2 separate regions of the Rattus norvegicus genome follow, and region 2 is linked to region 1. A link is a contact called in public Hi-C data. All regions are on one chromosome and are shown on one strand. The core of a region is the stretch at or near the end of the contact, and the rest is flanking DNA. Distances in the headings are between cores, read along the strand shown. Region 1 holds the start of Dera (deoxyribose-phosphate aldolase). Region 2 holds the start of Mgst1 (microsomal glutathione S-transferase 1).

What was found. A called contact is a pair of places that touch in the nucleus more often than the background predicts.
Region 2: a Hi-C map of liver shows a contact between it and region 1, with 2.1 times the contacts expected there. The contact joins the promoter of Mgst1 here to the promoter of Dera in region 1.

Annotation. Positions count from the first base shown.
Region 1 is chr4:172,390,044-172,397,762 of GRCr8, reverse strand. It overlaps Dera (deoxyribose-phosphate aldolase), which reads right to left and starts at 2,792. Exons shown (of 9, transcript NM_001399006.1): 1 at 2,688-2,792. The coding sequence starts at 2,718. LOC103692250 (a long non-coding RNA gene) reads right to left here and starts at 1,725. Exons shown (of 3, transcript XR_010066295.1): 1 at 1-1,725. Strap (serine/threonine kinase receptor associated protein) reads right to left here. Exons shown (of 10, transcript NM_001011969.1): 10 at 6,190-6,725. The coding sequence ends at 6,664.
Region 2 is chr4:172,757,890-172,765,608 of GRCr8, reverse strand. Mgst1 (microsomal glutathione S-transferase 1) reads right to left here and starts at 4,679. Exons shown (of 4, transcript NM_134349.3): 1 at 4,640-4,679.

The DNA of each region.
Region 1 (7,719 bases), core at 1,543-4,042:
GAGCAAGCCATGAGGAACAACCAGGAAGCAGCACTCCTCCATGACTCCTACCCCCTGTCCTAGTTGAGTTCCTGCCCTGAATTCCTGAAGGGAAATAGGACCTTTCCTCCCTAACTTGCTTTTGCTCACGGTGTTTCATCGGTTATAGAAACCCCAAGACAAAACCACTGTCCACCACCGAAAACAGAAGTTATCAAACGGCCTCTGACTGGCACTGGAACCTAGGAAGGCATGGCCCTCACAGCTCCTGTCCACACACAGGTCCCAGCTGCACAGACAGGTTCCCCCAAACGGTAAATAGTTCAAGATGTGTTCCTCTGTTCCTCCTGTGAGGGCCTTCGTCCATATAGGTTACATGGGGAACTAAGGGAAAAACATGTTCACAGGCACCTACGTTGTAAGGAAAAGTCAGAAAAGTCTAGAACATGTTGACACAGCCTGGAAGGATTAATCAGCATGGCAGTTCCCTGAGTGTGCCCCAGAACCACCCAGACCCAGACGGCTGGACCTCCATTTACAACCAGAGCATCCCTATCTGGAAACCTCTTTTACACATGCCCTGCTGGGAAGAAACTTTCCTTGCAGTGTTCTCGCCCTGAAAGGCAAGTTCAGGACCAGCCAGATGGCTCAGTGGGCAGACACTTACTGCTGCACTGGACATCCTGAATTTCAATCCTGGATGGCAAAAGTGGAAGGTGAGGCAACTGTGAAAGCTGCCCTCTGATCTCTCTGCGCACGCACACACACACACACACACACACACACACACACACATACACACACACACACACATACATACACACACATACACACACATACATACACACACATACACACACACATACATACACACACATACATACACACACACACACACACACACAAAGTAGACAAGTAAATTCGATTTTTAAAATCTGGATTAAAGGCTGAAGAGATATGTCTCAGCAGTCAAGAGCTCTGAGAGGACCTGAGTTCAACTCTCACCGGGCAGCCATACACCATCAGAAACTCCAATCCCAGGGGATTGGATGCCCTCTTCTGGCCTCAACAGGCATTGCATGTACATGGTAAAGAGACATGTATAGACAAAACTCACACTTAAAAGTAAAATAGAAAAAATTATAAATGACAATGACTAATGAAGTCTACAATCCACCTGGTGATAACTGCATTTTGCTAAAAAAATTTAATATGAATGTGTTTAAATAAAACTAATTTCTTTTTAAAAGGTAGCGTTCATAAAAAACATTAAGATGTTTTTAATCAACAAAAAAACTCAAAAACCATCAATTGAGGCCGTGTTGAAATTAAGACAGAAGAGTTTTTTTCATAGTACATATATAATTCACGTGATTTACTTTAGCAGTTTAGATTCGAGCCGTTCCCAGCTGATAAGGACTCTTGCGCTCCACCTGATTTTAACAAGAATGGTAAAAAGTATCCGCTTTTGTTGGAGGCGTGAGCACACATTTACTACTATTCTAAATAGCAACTCTTAATTTCTACACTGTTATTTTGAGACACACGAAAGGTGGGGTTTTGGTAGTTTTTTGGGTTTTTTTTTTGTTTTTTGTTTTTTGGGTTTTTTTTGAGAGAAGTTCTTCCGATGTAGTCCAGGCCGGCCTGCTCACGCCGGATGCTGGAGTTACAGGTATGTGCAACAGCAAAGTAAAAACGCTTTAATTGCATCACCCGAAAGGCAACTGTGAAACTTTTAAAAGAGAGACATTGTACAAAGATGCAGACACACCTCAGCCTCAACCTTTAGCCCCCATCTTCACTCTTCCAATCCAGGGTACGCTGGATCGCAGCTAACGTTTAAGGGATAAAGTGTAAGCCACCGTCTGTTGGAAGGAGTTCATTGAGGTGAACCTGGTACAGAAGCTACCTGTCGAGCATGCAATTCTAAACGTCTTTAAAGTCTAGACTGATTATTCGTGGAGCAAGTCCCTTTTGAAGAGAAAAGAGTAACCATGTGTTATAACTACGCAAAATCAGCCCCTAAGAAGAGAACTTTACCCAATTTTTATCGTTGCTTATCAGCAGTAAATGCAGAGAAATCCACTGGAAGCTCTGAGTATCCTGTCCTCACACTATCCAAACCACCTTCAGACAGAAGTAGCTTCCTAATAACTACTTTACAGATGCCGGCACGTAAGCACAAAGTGAGTAATTTACCCCAAATCGCACGACTAAGAGGGTCCAGGATATGAAGCAAACTATCATACAAAGTTAAATCGTTGACATTTGGCTCAGTCACGTTTTTTGCCACGTTTGAATTACAGACTTTTTTCCCCCAGAAATATCTGAACTAGCATCAATAAGATGAAAAATAGTTTTAAAAAGGACATTTTGTGTAAGGGTCTAAAATCACTTTTAGCGGAAGGCCATGACCACTCTTCCACCAGCGCAGTCAATTTTGGGAATGGCTACGTGAATCCGGCTGTAAATGGCACAAATACTCCCTCAGGTTTTTCGCAGGGGTTTGTTTTCTGCGACCACAGAGCTTAAAGTGGAAAGATCTAATGAATCCTTCCTTGCTTCCGCTTAAAGGGAAAAACTGCAAAGACAGCAAGGCAGGGCTGTCCCGGGGTTCTGCCTCAGTTCACGACTCCGCTCTCCGGGGACCGCCCTGGGCACCCACACCCCCAACCTGGCGAAGAGGAGCGTAACCCGCCGGCCCTTACCGAGCTCTGTGCCCCGGCAGTGAGCAGCCATTGCGGCCACAGCTGAAAGGTAACTCTTGCACCAGGGTAGGGCGCCACACAGGCCTGGTCTTCCTCCTTCCTGCCAAATGCCCGCCCTGAGCCACGCCCCTTCTGCCCCTCACAAGCCACGCCCTCTAGAACCACGCCCCTTTAGTCCTGTCTCTGAGCTAGCTCTTGGCCTTGGCTCCCAACCCGGACATTACCTGTTCCCTGTCCTTCCGGATCAGGCACATGACTTGAGCACGCCCCAGCTCCATTATGCTTACATTGCCAATTGAGCTAGACAGAGTGAGTCTTAGGAACTTTAGCTGTAGGATCATGTGAGTGGCAGGACTGGATTCCTTCTTGCATGGGCAGAGCACTGCAGCCTTGGACCCGAATGGTGGGCAGTGTTCCGGAGCCCTCAGGTGACAGCCAAGGTACTCTAGGACCTAGAACACGCTGTGATTTCTAGTCTGGGCTCGATGAAAGAGCAGCTAGAACATAAGCTTGGAAGACCTGGTTTCTCGTTTTTGGTTTGTTTTTTTTTTTAAGATTTAATTTATGCATGTGAATACACTGTTGCTGTCCTCCGACACACCAGAAGGCGGCATCGGATCCCATTACAGATGGTTGTTGAGCCACCATGTGTTTGCTGGGAGTTGAACTCAGGATCTCTGGAAGAACAATCAGTGCTCTCATCAGCTGAGCCATCTCTCCAGCCCTTTCGTTTTGTTTTTAGACAGAAATTTCGCTCTGTAAATACGACTGGCCCAGAGACTGCTTTGTTAAATCTCCTGCCCAGATTCCCCACTGCTGGGATTACAGGCGGATGCCACATGCAGTAGAAGGCTTGGTTTCTTCCATTTAAAAAACATGTTATTTTCATCTTTGTGTATACACACGTATGTATGTATGGACAGCACATGTGTACAGGTACCTGCAGAGGCCAGAACAGGACCCTCTGGACCACGTTTAGTTATAAGCTGGGAACCATACTGAAGTCTTAAGGAGTACAAGCACTCTCAACTTCTGAAAAGATGTTTTTAACTTAGTTCTATGAATAATTGAATATGTAACCTAGGACACATCACTGGCCTTTGTGAACTTCATTTTCCTTATCTGAAGAGAGGATCCAGCCAATTTCTTGGCTTTCTAAAGTTGAGATTCTGTGATTCTGATTTTTTTTTCAGCCTGGTTTCTCTGAATTACTCTAGGTTCACAGCACAGGGCACTAGCCATTGTATCTATATGCACATGGAACTTTGCTGAGCTCAAAGTCTGAGCTACCAGCTTGTCTAATGAATCAATTGCTCTAGTGTTTTCAGATGTATGAAAGCATTTTCATCCCAGAAAGTCCTGCCAGAGATGTACATATACCCAGAGACCCAAACTTTGAGAATTGAGCAGCAATCTGGTAGAGAGGGCTCTAATGAACTCGAACCATTCATATTTCAATTCTACACAATGACTAGAAGGTTCTAGGACATTATAGTCTACTTACTGCAAAACTAGGTGATCAAAATAGGTTTGCATGCAAAGTTGCATGGTTCATAAATATGTGAGGACATGATAAATGGAAGCTATTAAAGGTAGTGTCAGATACACAATTACTTATCTAGATAGAAGCCAGTTTATTTCCCCCACAGAGCTACCATGTAGTCTAGCCCATACGCAACTACTTCTAAGTATTCTGGATGTGTCTAGATCATTTTCACAATACCATTGTTATTTTCACTTACCCTGCAAAACTTAAGAGCAGGCACTACAAGCCTGGAGTTTATCTGAAACCCACTAGACCACCAAGAACACCAACATCATGCATAGCCAAAATATTCACATCTCAACACAAAAACCTACAGATTTGCCCTGGCCACGATGACCAAGCAATCTTGTAATATGTAGCTATCACCTATGGCCCGGGGATTTCAGAAGTGTACATGTATGTAGTAGCATGTCCAACTTTGTACGTGGCTGCTGGGGAAGCAAACTCAGATGTTCACACCCGCACAGCACACCCTTTACTGACTAGGCTGAGTCTCCAGTCCGCGCTTTTTTACTTGGAAGCTTCAGCCCCAATGAAAGTTTCAACAGGCTATGAGAAAACTGGCACACTATCAAGGGATTAAATACCAGCACCCAAACCAAGTGACCCAACCTCCTTAAGATTCAAATTCTAAAGCCTTTCCTACAATGCAGACTGCAAGGCTGAGAACCAGGCAAAGGCAGGGTGTAGTAGACTGCAACATCCAAGAACCGTGGGCAGCCTGAGGAGGAAGTAACAGAAGAGAAGCCCTGAACAGATCTAGGAGAGCTCCCAGGATAAGCACAGCCAGATGTAGGACTCGAACAGGCATGTAGGGTCATCCAGGCCTTTTCATTTGAGCACCTGGATTTAAGGTAGCGACAGTCACTAAAGAAGCTTGAGAAGCAGGTTTAGCTGAGGGAAGGCGAGTGCCACGATGACTTCTAGCAGCTGAGGGCAAAGCTTTTCCTGGTGACTCCAGACAGAATGCAGCTTTGCCAGCACCTGGACCTTATTCAAGTGAGACTTGTTTCAGCCTCGGGACATTGCAGTCCCTTAGTAAGCATGCTGGCTCGGGCTACGAACTTGCTGCAGCAACAGGAAACCAATGGCACAAAAAGAAATGCCCTTATTTTATTAATTTCATGAACTCAAGCAACTTCCATTATAAAAGATGCATTCAACTTTATTTAGGGTCAGACTCTCAGTCTAATCTTGATACATTAACAGTACTGCTACAGAGCAGAGAACCAAGCATGTTAAACATGGACACAGGAACACCACTGCCTGAGGCTCATCAGCGTCTGTGACAGGCGTCCCCCTGGCTCCCCAGCCGCTGCTTGTAGTGCCGCCTTCTGGTTGTCACAAACCAGCCAAAGCTTTTTTCTAATCAAAGTATTAAAGGTCACTCAAAAGACAAATTAGAAGAAAGCAAATTAATGCAAGCTGTTCATCTTTATTTCCAAATTACTAATTTAATCTCTTCATATTATAAAATAATAAACTACAAATTTATTCAACTGATCCAATGTATTAAAGGTTGACTTTTTGAATGACCCAAATTTCAATGTGATAAAGTCTGATACATCATAAACTACTTCAAATTAATGATTAACCCAGTTTCACAGTCATGTGGGTATTTGTACAACCAAGCAGATGTCTGACTGCGGACAGCGGTTTTCAGAACAACTGGGACTTCCGCTTATTTACCTGTCTTCCTAATTGCTTTTCTTTTTAGTAACTAACATGCATGTTTAAACAAGAAAAGCAATTCTACCCTTCCGGAAGATAAATGAACACCTAGCAAAAGATAGGAAAGTTTCAAGTTTAAATAATTGAATTTCAAAATTAGGAAATGTTTAGTTCAGGCTCTAACTAAACTGTCTTTTGCCACTGCTGGCTGTGGATGATACAGAAAACTCTGAATATTTAGTTTTAATATTCAAGCATGTCAGAATTTCCCAAAGAAACAGAAAATTATTGTTTTAGAGGCATTTTATTTAGATAACTAAAAAATTAGATGTCCAGAAGCCGTCAGTGTACAATGAAAGAGATCAAACCAGTTACTTTATCATGTATTTCCTCTTCTTCACAACTAAGCAGAGAAAAAAAGGCATTCTTCAAGGGAAATGTCAGAAAAATAGGCCAATATATTTTTCTTCTCCATGACAGAAACAGCTACAGGAGATCTGGGGTAAAGTGGACACTAAGTTGGCTTTTCATCACGGCAGCAGGCTTTGGCAGGCACTAGGTGAACAGACTCCTCCTGCCTGCACCGCACGCTCAGCCAGTTCCCTCACAGGCAACACTGTAGTGGTTCGTGCACTGGAGCAATCCATGCCCCAACAGTCTGTCCCCTTTGCCACAGGCAGAGTAACTGAAGGCCGATGCCGGTCTCTGCTTGTTCAGTCCATCAACTGCATGGCATCTGCGGCACACGTCTGACGCTGCTCAGGCCTTCACTTCAGGAGTTGACGAATAGATGGAATCTGAATTCTCTGAAGCAATCTCTTCTGCATTTAAAAGACAAAGCCATAGCAGATTTAATAAAGGAAGAAGGAAATCTACACTTCTGTACAAGGAGGGATAAATAGAAGGGTCTTTTCAAGCATGCTGTGGCGAGAATGAGAAAATAGAAATGCTACTGAACATCACACTACCCCAGGACTCCGGCCACCAAACCCCTGGGCAGAGCTTAGACACAGTCACCCGTTCTTGGTCTTCACATCCTTGTCCAACCCCAATCCCTGTCCTTTCGGGATAAACTTCGGCTGACTCCAACTATCCAGTCAGCATCTAATTAAAAGCATGCCTTTGTGGGTCCTGTCCTTTCCTTTAGTAATCAATTCCTAGTATCAAGGGCATGTAATTAAAATCATAACCATTAAGCACTGCTTCTGGGGGCAGGCTCTAATAGCATCCAAAGCGGGGGTTAGCCTCAGAATCTGCGGTCAACTCTTCTTACCGCCCCAAGTTACAAGACAAGTAATGACCAATCTTCCAATCTAGCCATTATGCATCTAAGACAAGCCCACCTTCCTTCTGTTCTTGGTGTCTGTCCTGTGGCTACTAACCTTGAATCTATTGTCCCTAGTCTAACTCTTTCTCCACACTATACATCAAGACAATTTCCTAATTTTACATCTAGACCTTCATTCAGATCAAAGGTTTTTCACTCTCCTAGTTTATAAAACGATCAAGGTTGTAACAGAGCAAACCAGGAGCCGGCTGGCCTAGCCTCTCACCTCATCTCACCCTGACTCTTCAGACTGGACAGAGACATCCTTCACGCTGCTTCCCTTGCCTTTCTTCTGTTTTCTGCTGAGCCCTCCTGTCCATCCTCACCAGCCACCTTGTCCGTCCTGCGGTCTCCTCGCATGTAAGTGTCCCTTATGCAGGAAGCCCTCTCTGCCTCCCTTCATGGCTATAAACTGTCTCGGGAACCTTTAAGTACCTGTTCCTGAGCGTATGAGGGAGCCCATCAGTCCTGTCCACGTGCACGAGCCT
Region 2 (7,719 bases), core at 3,430-5,929, 370 kb before region 1:
ACCAAGTGGCAGAGAGATGCAGAGACAGAGACACAGAGAGACAGAGAGACAGGCACAGAGATGAAGAGACACACAGAGAGAGGAGTGCCTTTACAACTCCTATTTCAGTCCCCACCCTGACATCCCTCAGTTACAAATTGTGATCCAAAAATGTAAGCTAAACAAACCCCTTCCTTCCCAATTAGTTTTTGGTGTGAAATGACACCAGGACACATCTGTCACCATTTGTAATACTGGATACCACCTACAAGCCACACAAATTGCTATGGAGAGCTGATTAGAAATCAGTGAGGAGAAAACCTTCTGTACAGCTTCAACCCAGATGCATTTTTTTTTATCTACACTTGGATGAAATTCACGAAATAAAGGGTTCACTGTGCCCTAGATTATTTTTAAATTCCACGTATGACAGAGAGTTGATCGATCCACGTCTACGAGTTCATGCTCTTGAAAGCATAGCGTGTTATCTCGGTGCAAGATAATACTTTCCGTATTTTTTAATATATCTGCTATTGCTCTGGTATTGGGGGAATAAAAGTCATGGTAAAATGCCCTATCCTTCAGAGCTCTTGTAAAGTTAATTAGCTTAATAAAGAATCCCTATGGTCCTTGCCTCTGAACATAGATCTGAAGAAATACAACAAGGACTTTAATTTTTCTAAAAAGAAAAAAAAAAAGCTCAGGAAGTTTATCAAGTAGAAAATTCTACTTTTTAATACCTTCAAAATAAAAGCCTCTGTGATTTTTTTTTCCCCAGAACAAAGCTTATTAGACACTGGAACAAGAAGTTCAGAAAGGTTTTAGCTTTTTGTGTGTTTGTTTGTTTGTTTGAATGATTGATTGATTGATTGATTGATTGATTTTTCATTGATGGAAATCAGTGTCGGAGGAGAGAAAAATCAGGAACCTTCCACCTTCTGGTGGGAAGATGCAGGAGTATCAGCAGTCGGAACGAAAGGGCAATGAGGGGTTTCTGCATCTGCAAACCATACACGTGAAGCTGACACGGTGGGGTTGCTTGGGATGAAGGCTAACTCCTCAGGCCTGTGAGTCTGGGAGACCAGTCAGCACCAAGTCTAGGCCATGTCTATGCCATGGGCCTGTGAGTCTCCTCTCTCAGACATTTCCCACTTCCCACATATAGGGGAAGCATATCGTGGGGAGTAATGGTAAGGACACTGAGAAATAGGCAGCATTGACAACATAAGGGAAAGCAATATAATTCTGGATCTTTTCTCTTTGTCGTGAGCCTGGTACACCTAATCAAAACTGGAATAATGCCAAGGCTCTGTGGAGGAAAAACTCACTGAAAGCTTGCTGCTAGGGAAGGGTCCAGGAGGTGGAAGGTAGGTAGGTCGGTAGATAGATAGATAGATAGATAGATAGATAGATAGATAGATAGATAGGTAGGTAGATAGATAGATAGATAGACAGACAGATTAGTAAATCGAGGGATCAAGGTCTTTGATCATAAATTAAATGAAACATAATTACAAGGATGAATTTTCCTGTAATCACCCATCCCTTCCGCTATCCTGATCCTGACTGGCAGCACGCCCAGTCCCACGGTGTGAAGTTGGCTATGCCCTGAAAGAACACAGGGATACTGAGTTCACACAGATTCTGGAAGTAGCCTGGGGTTCCAGCAGATTTCAACAGACCACCAACCAGGCAGAAACTAACTGAACTACCGTACCTGTAAAACAAGTTTTCCAATGTAGCCCCTGCTGGCCCTGACCTCCTGATCATCCTGCCGCAACCTCTGAAGTTTAGATTACAGGCGTGCACCACCACACCCTAAACAATGATACTGGAGAATCCTACCTCAGAAGATTGTTCTGTGTGCATTAAGTGACTGTGAGGCACTTTAATAACCACTGGTGCCAGGCGAGTTCTTGATAAAGATGCTCTCACCGTGGCAGAGTTTTAATCAGTAAGGACATCATAGAAGGATTTTCAAAAGGCTTGTTATACCAGACCTCCCTGTCAGACAGGTGAGGGACACACCTCTCCCTTGAGTGCTATTAAGCTGTTAACCATATTGAAACCCTGATAAACACTGTTAACATCAGTATTAACTTTAGTAAGTCCCCACTGTTATTTATTTTCTCATATGTGAGCAAACGTGTTGGTGGATAGGGTGATTTGAATTCCTACTGGCAGCTGTAGACCTCCCAGGTTGCCTGCGTCACAAGACCATCAGTCAGTCACCCAGGACCTGCATCTGAGGACTTTACTTGAGGACACATCAAGTAAGCAACACAGCACCACAGCTGCTTGCTACCAACGCACATCTCTGGCTCCGGAAGGCCTTGTCCCAGCCATGCTTAGTCACCACAAGCCGGGTGAATTCTGGAAACCTCAAAACCTTCGCAGATGAGAGGGGAGCCCAACGGGAGCCTGGCTGGTGAACACAGTCTTATCTTTGCACGTGGACTGCTGCGATTGGGGCAAACGGAGCTTCTCATTTGCACGGGGGACTATTCCACAATGGGTGGGAACACAGCCCTGCCCTTCATTTAAGAATGCCCGCTGTGATCTGTGCCAACATTCCTTTCCTGGACTACTTTGTAAGCCAATATAGAGGCACCTTCTGTGTTGGTTCCTGGTATGACAGCATCAAAAGCCTTCTCTTGAATAACCTTTTATTGTCTGTATTGTGCGTGTGGTCTTTTGAGATGGAGTCTTAAGATGGAGGCCGGATTAGCCTCAAACTCACTACACTCCTACAGCGGCCTCCCAAGTGCTGGGGTTACAAGCCTCCATTTTCACACCTGGTTTCTTGACTGTGTGAGCTGTTCACCATTAGCACAGCGGCCTGCCTGGTAAGCCAAGGGAGACCACTGAGTCCCAAGGCAGCAGGACAATAGCTGTGGCCACTGGGGCAGAACCAATGTGGAGTAGGCATGACAAAGACAGCAAGAACCAAAGGCAGAAACTCCAGACGCTGAACTCAGAAACACTTGCAGGAGCCGCTGTCCAGACTCCCAAGTCCAAGGCCAGAGGCTAGAACACTAACCCTTGTCAACGCTGAGGAAGACACCGTCATCAACCCTAGAGCTGTCCACTGTTGCTGTGGGGCTAAGAGGACCAGAACTCGAGACTGCAGAAGACGCAGCAGTAGACGGTACTCCCAACTGCCGCTTGCTCAGTTTGCCTTTCCCTGACCTCTGCCAGAAGCTGAAGACAGCAAAAGCTGACAAGTGTCAAGTCTCATGATGCTGATGGCTAAACCTTTCACCGAGAGCCTAAAACAGTGGGGCTCTGCTTTCCAAAGTGTTTGTAGCTACGGGTTGCCTGGCCTGCTAGTCTACCCTCTAAGCCCTAGGTCCTCTCCCAGGACTGCCACTGCCACACAGGGTTCTCTTCATCGACCCAGGATGGCTGTCAGGAGAGAGCAAAGGGATGCCTGCCAGTTGACTGGAGCCAGCTTGGGATGAAAGACTCCACCACAGAACTGATGTCCCTCTACTTTAAGAAAAGAAGCGTGGGTAGGGTCTGAATAAGCCCAGGAAGCACAGTAGAGACTGGAGAGCCCACCAGGCTGGAGTCCTGTCCTCAACCTGTGATTCCTGAACTCTCTACTCTCCATGCCAGGAATTGTCCAGCGCTGTTATCTCCTGGAAGCTCCTCCCGTAACTCCCGTTGCCTTATTTTTTCCCCTAGTGCTATCTCCAGTTGAGAAACACTCCTCTTTCTCCTCATGGGCCCTCGGCCAAGAAAAGCAAAGTTCTTTTCTTCTCAAAACCATGTGCCCTCTCTGCACACTATTGTGAAACACCGAGAGTCTGGGCACGAAGCCACAAGGCCATGACTCTTCAATTTTGAACCGACTGAAAACAGCAAACACATTTATTGTGATCACAGAAAAGAAGGATGCAACAGAGGGGGGAAAAAAAGAAATATATGCATGATCAGATTCCCAGGCACAGATTCTCGCTGCAGCCAGATTATGGCGGACACAGGGGAGGGCGGCTCCCGGAAGCAGCCTCCCAAGGGTTGCACCATCAGCACTTTTGGTTAACTGACTACAGTCACACCGAAGCATGCACTCCTCAATCTTTAAGTCCTGTGACATCAAAAGTATTATTTTAAAGGCTTCTAGAGATTTCTCTTGCCTACCAAAGGAGAATCTAGAAAAGCAAACAGCCTTTCAACAAGCTGAAAGGCCTGCATGTCCGAGTCACCAGGGACACTGTAGGGTTTTATCCCCCTAGGAATGGACAGAAGTTGCTGAAACCTCAGTGGCTTCTCATCTTGATACAACTTGCATGCGTTTTTTTTTCCTCCCCTCAAGATCAAGAGACCCTTTCAAAGGGAATGCTACTTTGGGCTTGAAAATAAGAAAACCATCTCTTAAACATGAAAAGACACGTGCTCCCAAGTTTCTTCTCAGAGTTGCAGAAAGAAAAAATTTAATGCCAGAACAGAAAGGCATAATTCTCTTTTAGAGCAGGCCACAAAAATGGGGCGGTGCGGGGGAGGACATTTAAACAGCTAAAGGGAACAAAGGCTTTTCAGACAGACACAGTCACTCTCTAGCCTTACACCTGCCACCCACTGGCCCCTTGCACCCAACACCCACTCCTAGACTGGGAGCAGCACCGTGGCCATGCAGAACCCCTTGTCTTGCACCCACCTGAATCCCAGGAGGAAGCGCTGCTAGCTGTCCTGCGGAGCCTGCCCACCTCTGGGACTTTTCACCAAGAGGACCCGCGCTGGCACCACCCTCTTTCAGGCTAATTTTTTATTAATTACCCCGCCTCCTGAGCTCGCCAAGCCCCGCCTCCTGAGTTTACCAAGCCCCGCCCCTGAATCACCGGCTCAGCCACTGCAGCCACCCACCTACTCTAGGAATCCCAGATGCTGCTCTGTGGCTGGTGAGGGTCTTTCTCTAAGGATCTAGGCAGTTCTGTTCCTGCTCTGGAGAAGGAGAGCAAGGAAGGAGTTGCTAAATTTTATGTTGCTGGAAACAAAACACCTTAGTGTTGAATTCGGAAAACCTAAAAAAAAAAAAAAAAAATGCTTTAAGAAAATTTAAATCTCCCGGGAGGAGCTCTATTGCTGTAACTACCTTCAGGGTGCAAAGTGAAACCAGAGAAATTCTGAGTCTGTTAGGCAATTAACAATTAACGTTGTGTTGTGTGGTTTTCACAGTGACTTAGAAAAGTGTTGCAAGAGGGCAGGGTCCCTTGGGGCAACATCAAAGCTATTGCACACAGCCGTTCAGTAACGGCTGAGCACCAGTTCTGAGGGCTTTCCTGGCAAGTTCTAAGGGTGATAGGTTCCCATCTGCATTGCTTCACTCAAGATCTTTACCAGTTTACACTGTGCCCCACATTGCTCTGGGAGTCTTTCTTTCTTTCTTTCTTTCTTTCTTTCTTTCTTTCTTTCTTTCTGTCTTTCTGTCTTTCTGTCTTTCTGTCTTTCTGTCTTTCTGTCTTTCTGTCTTTCTGTCTTTCTGTCTTTCTGTCTTTCTGTCTGTCTTTCTTCCTTTCGTTTACACTTTCCTTCGTCTTTTATCTCCTCCTCCTCCTCCTCCTCCTCCTCCTCCTCCTCCTCCTCCTCCTCCTCCTCCTCCTTCAATATGTACCACTTAACTTTCAGATTTTTGTCTGTGTGCCTCTTCTGCTAGGTTTTCTGTGTTTGTTTTAGAGAGGATGTTGTTACTTAGCACTTGCTAGAACTTGGACATAAACTTATGAACATTCCTGTCTCTGACCCCAAGTACTAAGATTTGCTCCCCAGGATCCACTCTGATTTTGACTTTCAAGATTTAATAGACAAGATTTTATATCCCTTCCAAAACTAAAAGGAATTAAAGAGCAGCTTGCTGTCCGAAGCTGAAGTTAGTCAGTCCTGAAGATGCTTTCTTCAGAGGTGTGATTGGTAGACCATCTAGAAAGACTGGCTGAACTTTTCATTACACTTGAAAATATTGTTCAGTCACCTCTCCGTCTCTGGGGCCGTGCAGGAACCCTGACTGAAATGGAGCAGAGCGTGAGAGGAAGTGCCGCCATTTTGAATTCTTTTGAGGACGGTTAGTACAGCAAAGGCTTAAAGAGCGCTTCATTTATGCCAAGGAAGACAACACAAATCCTAAAGGCAAGATCACAAAGAAGGGTGCAGAAGAATTCTTAACTCTTGTCTTCAGAAAGCCAGTGGAAAGACCAGAGCACACTTTTACGAAGACCATCCGAGTCATCTAATGATCTCATTGAAATGTGTCCAAACTATCAGCTAGTGAATCAGTACATACAGGGTTTGTGCTATAATGCCCTAATAATTATTGGCCATCTGGTAAATGTGATTTTATGTATGTATATATAACAGAAAGGCTACACATAGATCTGTTGCTTTCTCTAGTATAATATTTGCTTGTAATAGATTTAATTCAGCAAACATTTTAATTTGGTTTGATGGTAAATTTTAAAGGAGTTTCATGCTATAGCTTTGGGGGTCCCTGTGAGGACCCACGTGGATCTTTTCTTCCTCTCGAATCCCTGGTGCACTCTAGATGACTGAAGAAGATAAGGATTATTATTAGCTTGTAAGAAGGTGCACCTGGAGATTTGAGTAAACAAGTATGAAACGTGCCTTTAAGCTTGAGGGCACCAAAGTTCATGATGAGTGCAAGCAGCAGTCTAAATGTGCAAACGATTCTATAGAATTAGAATGTGCTCATTAGGCAGTACTGAGGATCAGACCCACGGCTTTGTGCATGCTAGGTAGATGTTCTACCACTGAGCCATGCCGCCAGTCTACAGTATACTTTATATGCCAAAAGCCATTTAAAGGCTGTTTTTTTGTTTGTTTTTGTTATTGTTGTTGTTGTTATTGTCGTTGTTCCTGGTTAATGTATGAACACTGATATTCAATCTGATTTATAAGACCCACAAGAGGGGTTGGGGATTTAGCTCAGTGGTAGAGTGCTTGCCTAACAAGCACAAGGTCCTGGGTTCGGTCCCCAGCTCCAAAAAAAAAAAAAAAAAAAAAGACCCACAAGAAGGGAAAAGTGTCCACCAAGAGCAAACTGAAACCAGACAAGAGAACATGGGAGAGCATGAGGATGGATAAACGGGTCAAAGGAACAGACCAGAGTCCAGACATCAAACCACAGTATTTGGATGATTGATTTTTAACAAATGCCCCACACTGAAGCAATTTCGTGGAGAAACGAGAAATCTGGACAAAGTGGAGAAGTGGCACAGACTGAATAGCCATTTGGAAAGCAAATACCTCACACCACAGAGACGATTAAACACAAATGTATCATAATACTTATAAACTGTCTTTAAAACCCCACAAGTTGACTTCATAATGTTGTACAGGCAAACATGCTATGCACAGGACCCAGAAAGCTTCCTTCACACCTAAAACTGCAAAAGGTCATAAACAGTGATCATTAGGTTTTATGAAAATTACAATGTGCTCATCAGGAGAGGTCATGTGAGCAGCCACAGAAAACACTTTCAATTTGACAAAGAAAGTGCATGCAAAATAAAGCTCATGACAATTATCAATAAACAAAAACATACTACTTAAACAGGAAATTAGCAAAACATTTGAACAGACACTTCACCAGAGAAAAGATATACCTGGCTAAAATGTGCATTAAAAAGCACTTCATGTCGCTAGTCACCAGGAATATAAAAATCAAAATCCATCAGTTGACTTATTCTCCCAAACGTTTCTACAGGTGCCTCCAAAGAGCTAGAT